2 separate regions of the Mus musculus genome follow, and region 2 is linked to region 1. The links are chromatin contacts, called in public promoter capture Hi-C maps. All regions are on one chromosome and are shown on one strand. Each heading gives the region's core, a stretch centred on a gene start, on an enhancer-like site or on the middle of the called end of the contact. The rest is flanking DNA. Distances are from core to core; before and after follow the strand shown. Region 1 overlaps Megf11 (multiple EGF-like-domains 11). Region 2 overlaps Dennd4a (DENN/MADD domain containing 4A).

Region 1 (7,608 bases), core at 3,105-5,604:
GGAGTGGGAGGGGTGGAGTGTGGCTGTGTCTCACTGTCTACTTGCATTCTGCATGCCAAACAGGATGTGCCCCTGGAACCTTTGGATATGGGTGTCAGCAGCTATGTGAGTGCATGAACAATGCCACTTGTGACCACGTCACTGGTACCTGTTACTGTAGCCCGGGATTCAAAGGAATCAGGTGTGACCAAGGTAACATACAGGTGGCAGGGTGCCTGGACAGGGTGGGAAGGGCCCAATTATGGGTGGCTTTGGAGAGTTCTAACCAGACCAGTTGAGTTTTATGACATTACCTTTTATTCACAGTTGGGAGCCTCTCTTCATAGCATTTCTGCTAATCCTCTGGTAGTTCCCCCATGAGCGAGGCAAGAGTGAACCAGAGGCTAGTGCTGGGAAAGGGCACCAGTCAGGCTACACTGCAACACTTGCCTAGTTGACTTCTGCCACTCCCTGCTAGGTGTCTCTGGGCAGGTCATTTCCTCTGCTGGGTCTTTTACTCCACATTCAATTGAACAGACATTAACCTTTGTCCAAAGGGCTCAACTTGACTCTAGCTCTATGCCTAGGTGACATTGCATGGTACAGCTGAGAGGGATCAAATCCAGTCAATTCAAGAAAGGTCTCAGCACAGTGCCTGGCACATGTGAGCACTCTGTAAATGATGGCTTTGTACATGGGAAGTCCTTTTGTTTTGCAGATGTGGGAGGCTATTGTTGGTTTTAGAAGATGGGGATAGAAAACAGGCTCTCAATTACCCACATCAGACACACTTACTTTGCAATGTGAAGCTATGCAGCTCAGGCAAATGCAACATTGGCTGTCCTAGAAGTGACAACCCACTTTCTTTAGCCAGTAGCAGAGAACCAAGGGGGGGTCTAGATCCTGCACATTAAGAAATCAGATGCTTGCCAGGGCAGTCAGAGGGACTTAGCCACACATATATAATCAAGAGTTATCTTAGGGCAGTAACAGGCAGTCACAGAGCTACCAGCTGTCAAGGCCAGTCTATCATTTGGTGTTCATGACTCCCCAGGGAAGCTGGCGTTGCTGTCCCTATGAACCTTCTAAGTCACATGGCTGGTAGAGCAGGAAGAGTAGCAGAAGCCAGTTCTTCCTGACTGAATTACTGGTTGGGTGAACTTAGACACGTCCCCTAACCTTGGTGACTCAGTTTACTTATTTTTTCCAACCATGTAGAAAGGGTAAGTAATTAGTTCCCTTTTTGTAGGCCTGCCATGTTAAAGCAAGTAACTTCAACTCTGTGGACCTGAGTGGATATTCAGCATTTATTTTGCTTCACACCTAAATCACATTCTCTTCCTTAATTTAACCCTGAGACTCAATCACTTTCTGGCATTGGAAGAAACAGCACTGTGAGGGTTGTGTAGGCAGGGATGAAGTTGGGCAAAGGCAGGATGGAATCATGAGGCTCAGGCCCAGCTCTGGCTCAGGCCTCCCTCTGCCCACAGCTGCCCTCATGATGGATGAGCTGAATCCCTACACCAAGATCAGTCCAGCTCTGGGAGCAGAGCGGCACTCAGTGGGTGCTGTCACCGGCATCGTTCTCCTGTTGTTCCTGGTGGTGGTGCTGCTGGGCCTGTTTGCCTGGCGACGGAGGCGGCAGAAAGAGAAAGGCCGTGACCTGGCTCCCCGAGTCTCCTACACCCCAGCCATGAGGATGACCAGCACAGACTACTCTCTCTCAGGTCAGGCTATGCCCCGGGCATCTCTTCTTCACCCATACAACCTGGCAGGAAGCATGTGGTCTTCTTAGGAACATCCACTTTCTCGTTCAACATGGGTGGTTATATCTGCAGATGGGTGGCTGGGCCTGGGGATGGTTACCCCAGAGACAATGGGGACGGGGGCGGGGGGAGAAATCTGTGGCATCCCAAGAGGTGTTGCTTCCTGGAGCCCAAGTTCCTAGCAGCTAGGTCTGGGTGTCACTCTCTACTTCCCCACCCCCCGCACACGGCTGGGCATAGTAAGTAGTAACTTTTCTAAGCAACCCAGAGAACGGTTCCGCAATGTGAAGCCAGGGCACTTGGTAAGAAGCTGTACCCTATCCACCTCTGCCTTCCCTGGGAGGGTCTCAGGCCATCCCCAAGGAGTGCCCAAGAAGCATAGTGACAAAGGTGGTGCCTTACATAGGAGAGGTCTACAAGTTTGGGAAGTTTCCCTCTACCAGATATGCCAGAGCCCTGTGTGTCTATGTATGGTAGACATGCCAATGGGCATCCTGTGGTAGTCTGAGTGAGGTGTGTATGGAACTGCACCAGATCCTTTGCTTTCCCCTGGGCTGGTACCTTGAAGAGAAAGCTTTGTGCTTCAAATTTAGCTAACCAGCAGAAGCTCCTGAACTGCCCTGGTTTTGGTTAGGTCTGCCCTGTTGAGAGTGGTGCCTTTCCAATGGCTCATAGCTTGCTTAATTTCAGAGTACCCAGACCACATGTGCCATTCCTGCTAAGTGTTGCCTTCTGTGTGATAGCTCTATGCCAGGAACAGGGTAGTAAGAGCTGGCCCCAATATAGACGATGCATTCAGAGACCTCCTAGCCAGCTACTCTGGGGCCAACCAAAGCAACATCCTCTGATGAAGGCCAAGGCTCGTAGAACTTTGAAAGTTTATGACAATGAGCAGGAAGGGCTGGATTTTTCTCAGTCCTGTAGAATCCTCAGAAGAGCTGGGGTCAACAAGAATGGAGTTCTCTACTTATTCCTAGGGTCTGAACATAAGGGAAATCAAGAGAAAGTCAATCCACCCAAAATAGCAACTTGAAGACATAAAGCCATTAGAGCCAGCATTCAGCAGCTTCCAGGTGACCATGCCACCCTATACTAGCAAGCCTGGTCCGAGAGCTGTAAAGAGGGTGGGCATTAGTAAGAACAAATGCTGGTGGGCTCTCTCCTGCTTGCTGTAGTGCTAGTGGATGCCACACAGCTTGGAGGATGTGGGAAATTAGCTGCCTCTTTGCTGGGGATACTCAAAATTGCATAACCCCAGCATTAGTTTGGGGGTATCTCAACCAAGGGCAGGTGTATGATGGAATATGGCTCCTTGTTCTCTTCCCAGATTTGTCTCAAAGTAGCAGCCATGCCCAGTGCTTTTCCAATGCCAGCTACCACACACTGGCGTGTGGGGGGCCTGCCACCAGCCAGGCCAGCACTCTGGACAGGAACAGCCCCACCAAGGTACTGGCCCCCACCCACTATTCTCTCCATTTAGCACTCTCCTCTGCCCAAGAAGGAACTGCACCCCCACATAAAGGCTGTGTGGAAATTCCACATTAAGAGCAGTCCTAGGACTCATGGGACATGAGAACCCTCTGAATCACATAACAGGGAAAGAACATGTATGGAGACAAGCTCTATCCCATGAAACCACACCACATTGCCCACTCATTGGAACATACCTGTGCCTCAGGTGTAGTTAACTAATACCTACCAGACATAGTAATAGTACATGTAGCCATCCTATCCCACACCTGTGTATACCATATGCCAATATATATACTCACCAAGGATTACTGCAATGTATTAAGGTGATAGGCTCATTATTCAATTAACCACTTGATGCCTCTTAAACTCGGGCATAAATTTCATCAAATACACACATCTGATGTGAACACAAACACTGTAGTGTTCTTGCTGAAAAGGGGAGTGGGGATGAACCAGTGTCCCCCCTGACAGCTCCAAGCACAACCATAGTCATAGGACGGGTAGATGTCCTTAGTCACAAATATTACAAACGTTAGAAAGAGATGTCTTAGCACATATGTGTGCAGATAGCATGTGGAGCATCCCTTGATGGACCAGTAAGAGGCAGAGTTGAGAGACAGACATCAACAGCCCACCAAAGATAAGGTTTGTGAGGGGTTCTTGCTAACACCCACCTAAGCATGTACCACACACACATTCTCAGAATGGCAGGACTATTTAGTGAGTGACAATCCCAGGATACCTGGCTTCCTGTACCATCTATCCAGGCCCAGGAGCTTAGCTTTCATATTTTAGGCCTCTTCCTTGCTGCTGAGAATCCTCCCCATTTGTTCCCTGAAGACTGATCATCAGCCCACAGACCTGGGGCTGCTTTTCTATGAAACAGGCAGGTTGCATGCAGGGTACCTAGAGATTCAATAGCTTTGGCCACTCTGCTTGCCATCTTCTACTCCAGATTCTTGTTTCCAGGCTCAGTGTGGCTTTAAGCCTGAGGAACTGAGAGTAGAGAATTTAATTGCCCAACAAGTAGCCCTTGAGATTACAGCTATGTTATCATAGCTGCAACAGGCTAGAGGCACCAGCCAGGGATGAGTCAAAGGTTCCAGGCCATGTCATTATTTGTCTTAAGAGTCAGCCATTCTTTCAGTAGACGACTTAAGTTACTGCAGAGGAGGCCAACTGGTGACTCTCTGGTTTGGCTCACCTCACAGGGGCCAAGACTGGCCCTATGTAGACAAGAACCCTCCTGGCGGATCATTTGCACAAAGGGTAGGCACGATGCCATCGAGGGGACAAAGCAGCTACGATCTGAGTTCAAGAGCCAGCTTTGCTTCTGGCTCCTGTGTGTCTCTGAGTATGTTTCCATGTCTGAAGTAACATCCTTGCCTCACATAAAGGGCAGCTAAGAGAGAATGCAGGGAGGGTATTGTATCATGTCACATGAAACTCTCATATATGACCCAGGGGCAAGCAAGCACTGCAGGCAACCATACCTCTGTGCTGGAGATGCTGTGTTACACATGGGGAACTGAGCCAGCCTCCTTTCCTGCAGCACAGCCCCATGTCTGCTTCTACCCATGTATGCCATGGGCACCTGAGAAATTGGTTTGGGCACATTCTGTTCTCACTGGCCTCAACTACAACATGATAGCTTGTCATGTAACATAGTATCTGGTCATCCAGGGCCTGGAAGCCCAGGAGCACCTCAGGGATGGGTTCACTAAGGCTGGGCCAAGCACCAACTTGGGGAAGGGCAGCAGAGACATGAGGTATTAACTGGGTCTCCTCTCCAAACAGCTCAGTAACAAGTCCCTTGACAGAGACACAGCAGGCTGGACCCCCTACAGCTATGTGAACGTGTTAGGTCAGTAGTGGTTTGAGTCATCTTCCCCACCAGTCCCACCCTGATCTCTGTACTGAAGGGAGCTGCCCCATCTCAAAATGAATGAGTTGAATCCTGAGCATGGTTTCCCCTGTGGTTAAGTGTATAGGGAGCACGTGGTTACGGCCCAGTGTAGGGATGGGCTATAGAGATTCCCAGGTGGAAGCAGAAAGTTTATTTGAAAAAGAATCCTCTACCTGGCACTTTTCAAGGACTTCTTTCTTCTGCCCTAGTAGAGGATGGAATGGAATGGGAAGGGAGGAGAAAAGGACAGATGCCCCAGCCCCTCTGGGTGTTACATGAAGACCTTGATTCCTTCTGGCCTGCCCCTCGCCCCATCCTTTGCTTCCCACCCCCTTCTCCTGCCATCCAGGCCTTGGGAATAATGGCTCCTCCCTGTCATTCCTCTCACTAGACTCCCATTTCCAGATCAGTGCCCTGGAGGCCAGGTACCCGCCCGAGGACTTCTACATTGAACTTAGACACCTCAGCCGCCATGCTGAGCCACACTCACCAGGTCAGACCCCCAGCCCTTCCTTCCACCCTGAGAGCAGACTGCTCTACACCCCATCCCTGCCCCTATGGAGCCTTCCCACGACTAGTCTACAGCCCCTAGGCCCTACCCAAAGGTGGCAGTCTATCCCAGCCTTTCCCACTACCCTTTTTCCCCCACCATGCTAGCTGAGGTAGACAAACTGGGGTTGCTTGTAGAGGGGACACAGCCTAGCTAAATTCCCTCCATTTTGCAATACACAGCCCAATCATGGTGTTGGTAACAGAAGGTTGGCTCTCTGGGCAAAAAAGCTCAATGGTTTCCAGAAAGGCCCCAGACCTAACAGTGGCCCAAACTGCATCTTCTTAGAAAATGAGGCAGAATTGTCTAGCAGAGACCGGGAAAAGATAGGCAACATTTCCTAGTACCGAGAGAAGTGTCAAAAGACACTTGACAACTAAGTCCCGAAAGGGGATATGTGCATCAGTAACAGAAATGAGTGTCAAAGAAATATAATGGATGGACGGAGAATGTGGCCTCTCTACAAAGTAGGTCCTCTAGGGCAAGCACTGCGGGGAAGGCCTCAGTATTCTAGACAGCTCTGGGTTTGAGTTTAGGCTCTAGCTGATTAGTGTTCTAGTGAAACGGTGTCAACTTCCACAGATCTCTGATGCAGGAAGCACGCAGGTTCAGAATTATCTTGCTGAGTAGGCATGGTTGCAAGGACCCTGATGGCTGTGTGCTCCTCAACTATGGCTAAGCATCCAATATCCCTTGGACTTTTAGTCCCTACCTTCACTCCACCTTGAGGTCTAAACAGGAGTATGAGGCATCATCTGGGCTCAGCCCCAGTTCTCCTTGTCCCACAGACCTTCAACCACTGTAGCCAGAGCACCACACTGTCATTTGTTAGCTCCCAGCCAGCTAGGCCGAGGCCACTAGGAGAGAGTACCTCTGTTTCTTGTTTTATAAAGAAGGGGTGGTGGAGGCTAACAGTATACATACCCTCCTCTCTTCAATGATTATTATTAAGTGATAAATCCAGGTCAACATGGCTTGCTGCATGTTTTTTAAGGGTATGGGTTCCTACAGGCCTTTTAGAATGGCTCGGTCCTGTTTTATCTCGCAGGAAGGCACGTAAGCCAAGATAGATATGAACTCCTGCAAATTCAACATGGGAACTCTATGTGGAGGAAGGACCCAAGTATCAGTGGGTTTGTCTTCAGTGTAAAAAAAATGTAGGCAAGTTAGGTGGAGTCAATATATTTTGGGACTGTTTTCAGTTAAAGACCAGGGTGTGTCTGGTTAAGAACCCATACTGCTCTTGGTTCCCAGCACCCATATCAGACAGCTCACGATCACCTGAAACTCCAGAGGATCTAACACCTCTGGCATCCGTGGGCACCTGTACTTATGTGTATCTAGACACCATATATATCTTTGGGAAAAAAAACCAACAGAGTGAAGGGGTTAACTCTGAGTTAAACATTACTATCCCAACAAGGAAAGGCCAGACTTGATCCCACCCCTAGGAATACTTGTAGCAATCAACTCAAGTTTATGTCCTGATTCTGTGCATCCTGGGAACCCAGGAAAAAGTTAACTAACAGCAAAATGAAGAAATAATTCTTTGGGGCTGAAAAGCACTTGCAGCATTTTTAGAACAAAGCTCTCCTTCTCCACCCTGTTCAAAATGAGTAACTCAGCAAACTGGCCGTGGCCAGGAGTGACTGTTCTTCCTGGAAAGATACTCATCAAATACCCCACCTACTTGTTACTTCTCTCTGGCACCCCCAGATCCAGGAAAGGCAGGATCAGAGCTAACAGGTGAGAAACCTTGTCTCCAAAGCCAAGAGAAAGAATCAGAGCTCACTGCATCTTTCCCTCCAGTTAAGCACTGGCCTGGCTTCATCTCTTAACCCTGTGTCTCCAGAGCCTGGCACTTCACCTACAAGATCACAGATGGCATCCCACAAGGAGCAGGTTAAGAGGAAAGCTAAAGAAAAGAGGGCCCT
Region 2 (7,608 bases), core at 2,748-5,247, 130 kb after region 1:
GAGCCCCCCTCAGGTTGTGAATTGGGTTTTATCTGCACATCTTTATGTATTTTAGAAGAGATTGTTAGCATTAATTAGTTTTTCTAGGGCAGTGCATGACACCTAAGAGGTTAAGAGCCTACATCATGTATCTGTAAAGAAGCAGGCACATATGTAAAAGTTATTTTATACAGTTCACTGTGGATAGCACATTTTAACTCTGGGATAGAACCTGGCCTCTAAGGACAGGCTCTCTACTTTGGATCATTGCACAACTTTCTCAGTCTTACTTTAAAAAAAAAAAAAACTCTTTTAGATTTACTTTATTGGAAAATGAACAGAACTAAGGGAGGTGTGCCTATAGCACTCTCCTGAGAGGGTGAAATGGGGATGTGGCCAGAGAGATGATGGCTGTAAAAACAAGCCCAAGGGGCTGGGAAGGTGGCACCATGCATGTACCAGTTTCCACTCCATTTCCCCTGCCTCTTCCCATTAGAGCTCCTCCAAGGATGACTGTGCTTCCTCACTTCCCATGGTCTTCTTCCTTCACGCCAACACTTTATACTGAAATGACACTGTTCAGGTCATTGATTGGATCTTTGATAAATCCAGTGGCTAAGACCTCATAGAGTGGGAGTGAGCTGAATGCTCATGAGTAGAGGGCTGGCTTCATCTGGGTCTTTTCATAGTCTCCTCTGTCACCAGCCTGCTGGGGGCTCTGCATCTTCATTATCTTCTCCTTGTAGCCATTCATTCTAATCCGTTCATGATACCATCCTACCATAGTGTGGTTTGGATGTGTATGTGCTTTTAATCACATTAGTGCTATTTTGCTTCAGATTCCCTTCTGGTTGCTTAACTGTTCTTACTCAACACTAAATTTCCATGTTTCTACATTTCTATTTCATAGTTTTTTCTTGCTGAATGGTATTCAGTATCTGCCACATTTAAAAATTATCCCTTTAATTATGGCTGTCATGGTTTGTTTATTTATTCATTCAACAGATATTGAGTGCTGTTCATCAGGTACTACTGTCATTGCGTACAGCAGAAAACTCCTAAACCTCAAAGAACTTTTACAATACTGTGCAAAGAAAGAGAATTAAACGCAACCTCGGTAAATAAAATATTTATTATGTTGGATAAATATGTTGGATAGTAACTAAGCATAGTGGTACATGCCTTTAATCCCAGTACTAAGAGATAGAGACAGTCATATCTCTGAGTTCAAGTCCAACTTAGTCTACATAGCAAGTTTCAGGCTATGTAATAAGACTCTGATACAAAAACATGTATGTGTGTATGTATATATGTATATATATGTGTGTGAATAGTACACATAATAAATATATAATAAATACAATGCTAGAAAGGGAAAATGAAAAAAACGAGAAAGTTCAGGAAGGAGAGACTGCATCATAACTAACTATTCCAAAGTCAATCTTCGTATTGTTAGTGACTCTGTGTAGAGAGAGGACAAGTGTACATGGGTTTGGGCTTAAGGTGGAGGATTGCAAAACATAGATATGTAGGAAGAGTCATGAAGTGGACATTTTGGATCTCAGTACCGAGTCATACCTAGTAACATAAGTTTGTTTAATAGAAAGGAGATACTTTGTCTAGGGCTGGGATGGTCATCAGGATGTTTAGAAGAGTCATCTATGGGTTAACAAGGTGGGGTAAACGTGCCTTCTTACCAAGCCAGCTGACCTGAGTCCAGTACCCAGGGACCACATGGTGGAAGGAGAGAACTGACTTCTACTCGTTGTTGTCAGAGCTCCAGGTGGGTGAGGGGACACGAGCATGCTCCCACACTACACAGAGAAATAAAATGTAGGGGTCTTGTTTGGTTTTGTTTTGAAACTAAGCTGGTCTGAGTAGGCTGCAGTGGCAAGAGACCTGGGAAAAGCAATGTCAGGCCCGGCTCTGTTACTGATGGTTTGTGCTGCTGTCCACGAGTCAGATTAGCCTTCCTAGAAATTAATTTCCTCATTGATCAAATGCTGAGATCAGACCAAAGGATTTTAAAGGTCTTTAACTTTAAAACTGAATTTAAAGGAATTTCTCCCTTTTAAAGGAAATAGGATATAAAATATCTTTAGATCAATAATAATGTGACATAAAATTTTTTAAAAATTAAATGTTTTATGTCAAATTATTTTTTATAAATTAGAAAAAATGCTCTATGACAACTTTTTAACAATTCCTTCCTTTGTCTCTCTGTCTATCTGCCTCTGTGCCTCCTTCTGCTCCCTCCCTCCTTTCTTTCTTTTCTTGAGACAGAGTCTCACTATGTAGTCCAGGCTGGCTTGAGGCCAGTTTAGACTATAGAGTGAGATACTCTGCCTCAAACAAAACAAAATACAACAAACGTAAAACCAATGCCACTGCTCCCATCCAGCAAATCCATTTTAAGTAATTTCAGAATATAAGAGAAGAAATTCTAATTCACAGTGCTATTAACACTTGTCAAGGGTGCTCGTTTTCCTATTACATCACCAGCACCCGGCTTACAGTTTTTATTCACATTTGTTCAATTTAATTTAGTATCCCAAAGTTTAATTATTTCCAATATTCATGATTCTTCCAAGGATCCTAGTATTTGTATGTTTTCTGTTTTTTTAAACTTTTTAACTTATTTTTTATGTGTATGTGGGTTTTGCCTGTATGTGTGTCTGAACTTCATGCTTATATCCACCTGCCTCCCTGGAACTGGAGTTGCAGACTTTTAAAATGGATGGTAACCGAATTGGAATTGAAGCTGGGTCCTCTGAAAGAGCATCCAATGCTCTTAACCATGCAGCTGTCTCTCTAGCCCCCTTTTCTTTTTTTAAAATGTTATTTCTTTGTGCATGTGTAGCTGTGCCTCTGTACATATTCCACAGTGCACCTGTAGAGGTTAGAGGAAGCTTGTGGGAGTTTTCTCTTTTTAACCATGCAGGTCCTGGGATTGAACTAAGGATTTTATTTTTGTTATGTTTTTGTTTTTGTTTTTGTTTTTTTATGTGTGAGACAAGGACTCTTATAGGCCAGACTGGTCTCAGACTCCCTATTTAAGCCAAAGATGGCCTTCACCTTTCTCCACTCCTCAGTACACTGGGGATCACATACCTGTATAAGATGCCTGTCTTAATGATTAGGTTTCTGTTTGAAGTTTCTGTTTGTTTTTAGTTTTTGATCATCTACTATGTCATATAAATTTAAAAAACTACATCAATCATTATTAAGTAGAAAGGTAAGAGGACTCTCAAAGTTGTTTTCAAGGATTGAGTCTCAAAGTCTACTTAATATATTATGTCTGTGGAGTTTTAAGGTCAGGATCCCTTTTGGGGTTAAAGGATCTTTTCACAGGGGTCATCTAAGGTCGTTGGAAAACACAGATATTTATGTTATGACTCATAACAGTAGCAACATTACGGTTATGAAGTAGCAACAAAAATAATTTTTTTGGCTGGGGGGTCATTACAACATGAGGAACTGTATTAAAAGGGGGCAGAATTGGTGAAAATTGGAATGTTCAACCTTGATCAAATGACAGAATTCTAAATCTTCATTTAAGGTAGAACCACAATTCTGAGTGGTTTGCTTACAGTTGTAAGGTGAGGAGTAACAGGACCTTGTGTTATCTGGGGGAAGCATTCTGCCCCTGCTGACGGCAGTTCCCTTTAGGGCCTGGTTGACAAAGGCAGATGCTATTTCAAAGAGGAAGTAAAAAGTTGGAGACGTAGGGATCGTGTGCAAGGGGGAAATTAAGTAAAAGAAGTCTGCAAGAGAGGAAACTTAAAACCAGACTTCCTTCTCATGCTGGTGAGCCAGGACACTTGGATTTCACAGACCATGCTGGCTACAAACGGAATGCCAGTGTAAGAGTGGGAGCTGATTTTTGTCTTTGCAGGCAATGTAGATTTCACTGTAGCAATAGGAAATTTCAGTTATTGAAAGAGAATACGTCTAACATGAAGCCTTCTCTAGCTGCCTCCTCCTCATCTCACTCTACTCACGTTTTACCTCTCCACTTCCTCTTTTTGTTATCTGTTATCATTTAATTAATTTATTTATTTGAGATTGTACTGGGCTTCTGATCCAGGCTCTGCACATGCTTGATTCTAGCCCTTTATTTTACTTATATGCCACCCTCCTCTTCTTATTTTTTAAAACTTTATTGCATTTTAATTGTGTGTGTGTGTGTGTGTGTGTGTGTGTGTGCGTGCGCGCGCGCGTGTGTGTGTGTGTGTGTGTGTGTGTGTGTGTGTGCCATGGTACTAGAGTGGAGGTCAGAGGACAACTTGTGGAAGTCAGTTCTTTCCTTCCCCCACGTGGGGCCTGGCAATGGAACCCAAGTCATTAGGTTTGGTGGCAGGCTTGCTGAACCTTCTTCTGTATCTTTCAATTCCACTTCTTTCTTTTTTTCCTTTTACTCTCTAGTCCTATTTTTGTTACTAGTTCCTTTCTGTCCTTTTGTTAAGTTTAACTTGAGCTTTTATATACTAACTTTTTGACTGTTGAAGCCTAGGTTTAATAACAAGCACTAATTTCTTCAAGGACTCTCTTTGCTTCCATCCTTGAATGTGAAGTATTATATGTAGTAGAACTCCAAAGTAAAAGTCATAATTTGATTTATGGTTATAGGCAAGCTATTATACTGTAATTATAAAATTTCTGCAATTATAAAAAGAGTAATTGAAACAAAATCTCAATGGTCTTGCTCGTAGCTCCAAACGATCATGATTCTGTGATGGCTCCACTTTCCTATGCTTCCTACTGTTTTGACCTCACTCATTACTAAATATTTACACACCTGCCATGTCTTTATCTAACTGCTGTGCATGCAGTATAATAGAAGACACAGAAATCATAGCAGTCTTTGAATTGTCTGCAGTCTATCTGGAGACAGGTGACTGTATTAAAAGTTCTTTCTAGTCTGATCCTGTTCTGTTGAGAACAGATGCGTATTCCCGAGACAACACTAGCTACTTCCCGCTCTAGCCTAATTAACAGCTTAAGGGCAAAATTGCCCTTGAACAAAAGATGACTTCTCTAGTTCTTACACACCTGGGTTCCCATTGTACCTGTTCTGTAGCATCTTTTGTTGCCCCTTTGTTTCCAGTCCGTGGTTTCTGTGTAATGAATATTGATCATAAACTTTAAACTGAGGAGATTGGGCTTTGTTGAGTTGCAAGATGATCACTGCCAGTGATCTTCTGTGAGCACGTACATGCATGCCCTTGCACATGTTTGTAGAGTCACGATCAAAAGGAATGGGCTAGATGACTGAGTGAGAGTGACCCACAGAGGTCTCTGGGCCATGTTTATTCCTTGTACTTTGGCTTGGTTCTGCACACCTTTTGTAAGGGGACATTGCTTTACAAAGCATCTTTTCCTTTCACGGGCTGTATATAGTTTTGGTATATATATATACATACACACACACATACATATATACATATATAAAAGCATACTACAGAAAGTAAGGACAGGATGTGGTATCTGAAGGAAAGTGTGTGTGGTTAAGAGAGGGTTCCACAATGTATGTGCTCTATAATCAGCAATAGATGTGCTACTAGTAAATAAAGTTAACTAGTTGCCTATTTATTTATTTATTTATTTATTTTTTGTTTTTGTTTTTCAAGACAGGGTTTCTCTTTGTAGCCCTGGCTGTCCTGGAACTCACTCCATAGACCAGGCTGGCCTGAAACTCAGAAATCTGCCTGCCTCTGCCTCCCAAGTGCTGGGATTAAAGGCGCTTGCCACCACGTCCAGCTAGTTGCCCTTTTTGTTGTTGTTTCCTTGCGAATGTATGGAAAGTAAAGGAGTAACTGTAGTCTGCTGCCTCCATTAGCAGAAGCATGTTTTGCAAATACTAATGTAGTAAGTAGAAAATCAGTTAATTCTAAAAGCTCTCTCTTTTTTTTACGTGATTCATGGAATCAAAATGAAGTTTGTTCTGTCGAAATAAGTGATACTGGGAATACAACAATAAATTAATCTAAAAATTCAACATTGAAGGAAATGATATCTGGGTTTTTTTGAATAATAATATAAATGTTGTTTAAAGTCACAGTCAAATCAATGTTCTTACTGTATTAAAGAAGTCATAATGATGGGCTGGAGAGATGGCTCAGTGGTTAACAGCACTGACTGCTCTTCCAGAGGTTCTGAGTTCAATTCCCAGGAACCACATGGTGGCTCACAACCATCTGTAATGGGATCTGATGTCCTCTTCTGGTATGTCTGATGACACCTACAGTGTACTTACATACACAAAAATAAATAAATAAACTTTAAAAAAAGAATTCATAATGACAGAAAATAAATTTGGGAGCTGGTAAGATGGCTTCAGAGGGTAACAGCACTTGGTGCTAAGCCTGAAAGCTTGGGTGTGATTCCTGGAACCCATCTAATGGACAGAACCAACTCTCATGAGTCATCTTTGATCTCTACTTGTTCACAGTGGCTTGTACACACACACACACACACACACACACACACACACACACGGGGATAAATGTAAAAAAAATGTAAAGAAAATGTATTTGGAATTGGTTTTTACCACACTCATCATTCATATTGAAGTCTAAAGAAGCAAATATCCTGTCAGGTATTTGAAAATTTTACATGTATTTTTACAAATACAGTATTTTAACTTGAAATTATATATGATGTTGTTGTTTATTTTTTTAAAATGTTTTACCAGGTCAGCAGTGTGTTAACTCCTTGCTATCAATGAGCAGTAAGATTTAGAAATATTTGAAAAAAAATATATGTATACCATTCCATATTTGCTGCTTGAAGCTGTTTAGAGAGCCTGAAGTAGAGCACTATCCTACTTTGTAAAAGCACATACATTTGTCTTGATCACATTTAGCAGTCCAAAGATAACAACAATGACACACATGGTGGTACAGGCATGTAATGCCAATACTGGGAGGCTAAAGCAGAAGGATTACAAATGTAAGGCTATCTTCAGCTATATTGTAGAAACCTGACTTTAAAGAAAAAATCAAACAATAAAAACAAAAGGTAGCAAGATTGTACTTACATTGTTTCTCACAATCCTTTTCACTTTCTCAGCTAAGACATTGTATCAAAATTTTGACTGAAACATTCTATGTCTCTTATCTCCCATTTACCAGACTGGAATCTAGGATCGACTGAGTCATGGATTCTTCCTCCTCCTCCTCCTCCTCCTCTTTCTTCTTCTTCTTCTTCTTCTTCTTCTTCTTCTTCTTCTTCTTCTTCTTCTTCTTCTTCTTCTTCTTCTTCCTCTTCTTCCTCTTCTTCCTCTTCTTCCTCTTCTTCCTCTTCTTCTCCTCCTCCTTCTCCTCCTTCTCCTCCTTCTCCTCCTTCTCCTCCTTCTCCTCCTTCTCCTCCTTCTCCTCCTTCTCCTCCTTCTCCTCCTTCTCCTCCTTCTCCTCCTTCTCCTCTTTCTTTCTTTCTTTCTTTCTTTCTTTCTTTCTTTCTTTCTTTCTTTCTTTCTTTCTTTCTTTCTTTCTTTCTTTCTTCTTCTTCTTCTTCTTCTTCTTCTTCTTCTTCTCTCTCTCTCTCTGTCTGTCTCTCTCTCTCTCTCTGTCTCTCTCTCTCTCTCTGTCTCTCTCTCTCATTAGAAAAGAGCTAGTTGTGTTAGCCTTG

What was found. Capture Hi-C pulls out chosen DNA fragments and counts their contacts.
Region 2: a promoter capture Hi-C map of adipose tissue shows a contact between it and region 1. The contact joins two enhancer-like sites. A contact is called at or near these places in 1 of 484 Hi-C or Micro-C datasets (embryonic stem cells), 1 of 115 datasets of contacts at active chromatin or transcription factors (microglia) and 1 of 9 other capture datasets (adipose tissue).

The regions. Positions count from the first base shown.
Region 1 is chr9:64,692,292-64,699,899 of GRCm38.p6, forward strand. Megf11 (multiple EGF-like-domains 11) reads left to right here. Exons shown (of 25, transcript NM_001134399.1): 18 at 64-192; 19 at 1,470-1,706; 20 at 3,073-3,191; 21 at 5,016-5,082; 22 at 5,516-5,617. Among named protein-coding and RNA genes, the nearest start is that of Gm36311, 10 kb to the left of the region's middle. Within about 2 kb of position 4,355, at least 41 of the 459 cell types and tissues checked have an H3K27ac peak or open chromatin away from gene starts, as enhancers often do. A contact at or near this core is called in adipose tissue, where this site is marked.
Region 2 is chr9:64,826,539-64,834,146 of GRCm38.p6, forward strand. All of the region lies in intron 2 of Dennd4a (DENN/MADD domain containing 4A), which reads left to right. Among named protein-coding and RNA genes, the nearest start is that of Gm36459, 19 kb to the left of the region's middle. Within about 2 kb of position 3,998, at least 102 of the 459 cell types and tissues checked have an H3K27ac peak or open chromatin away from gene starts, as enhancers often do. A contact at or near this core is called in adipose tissue, where this site is marked.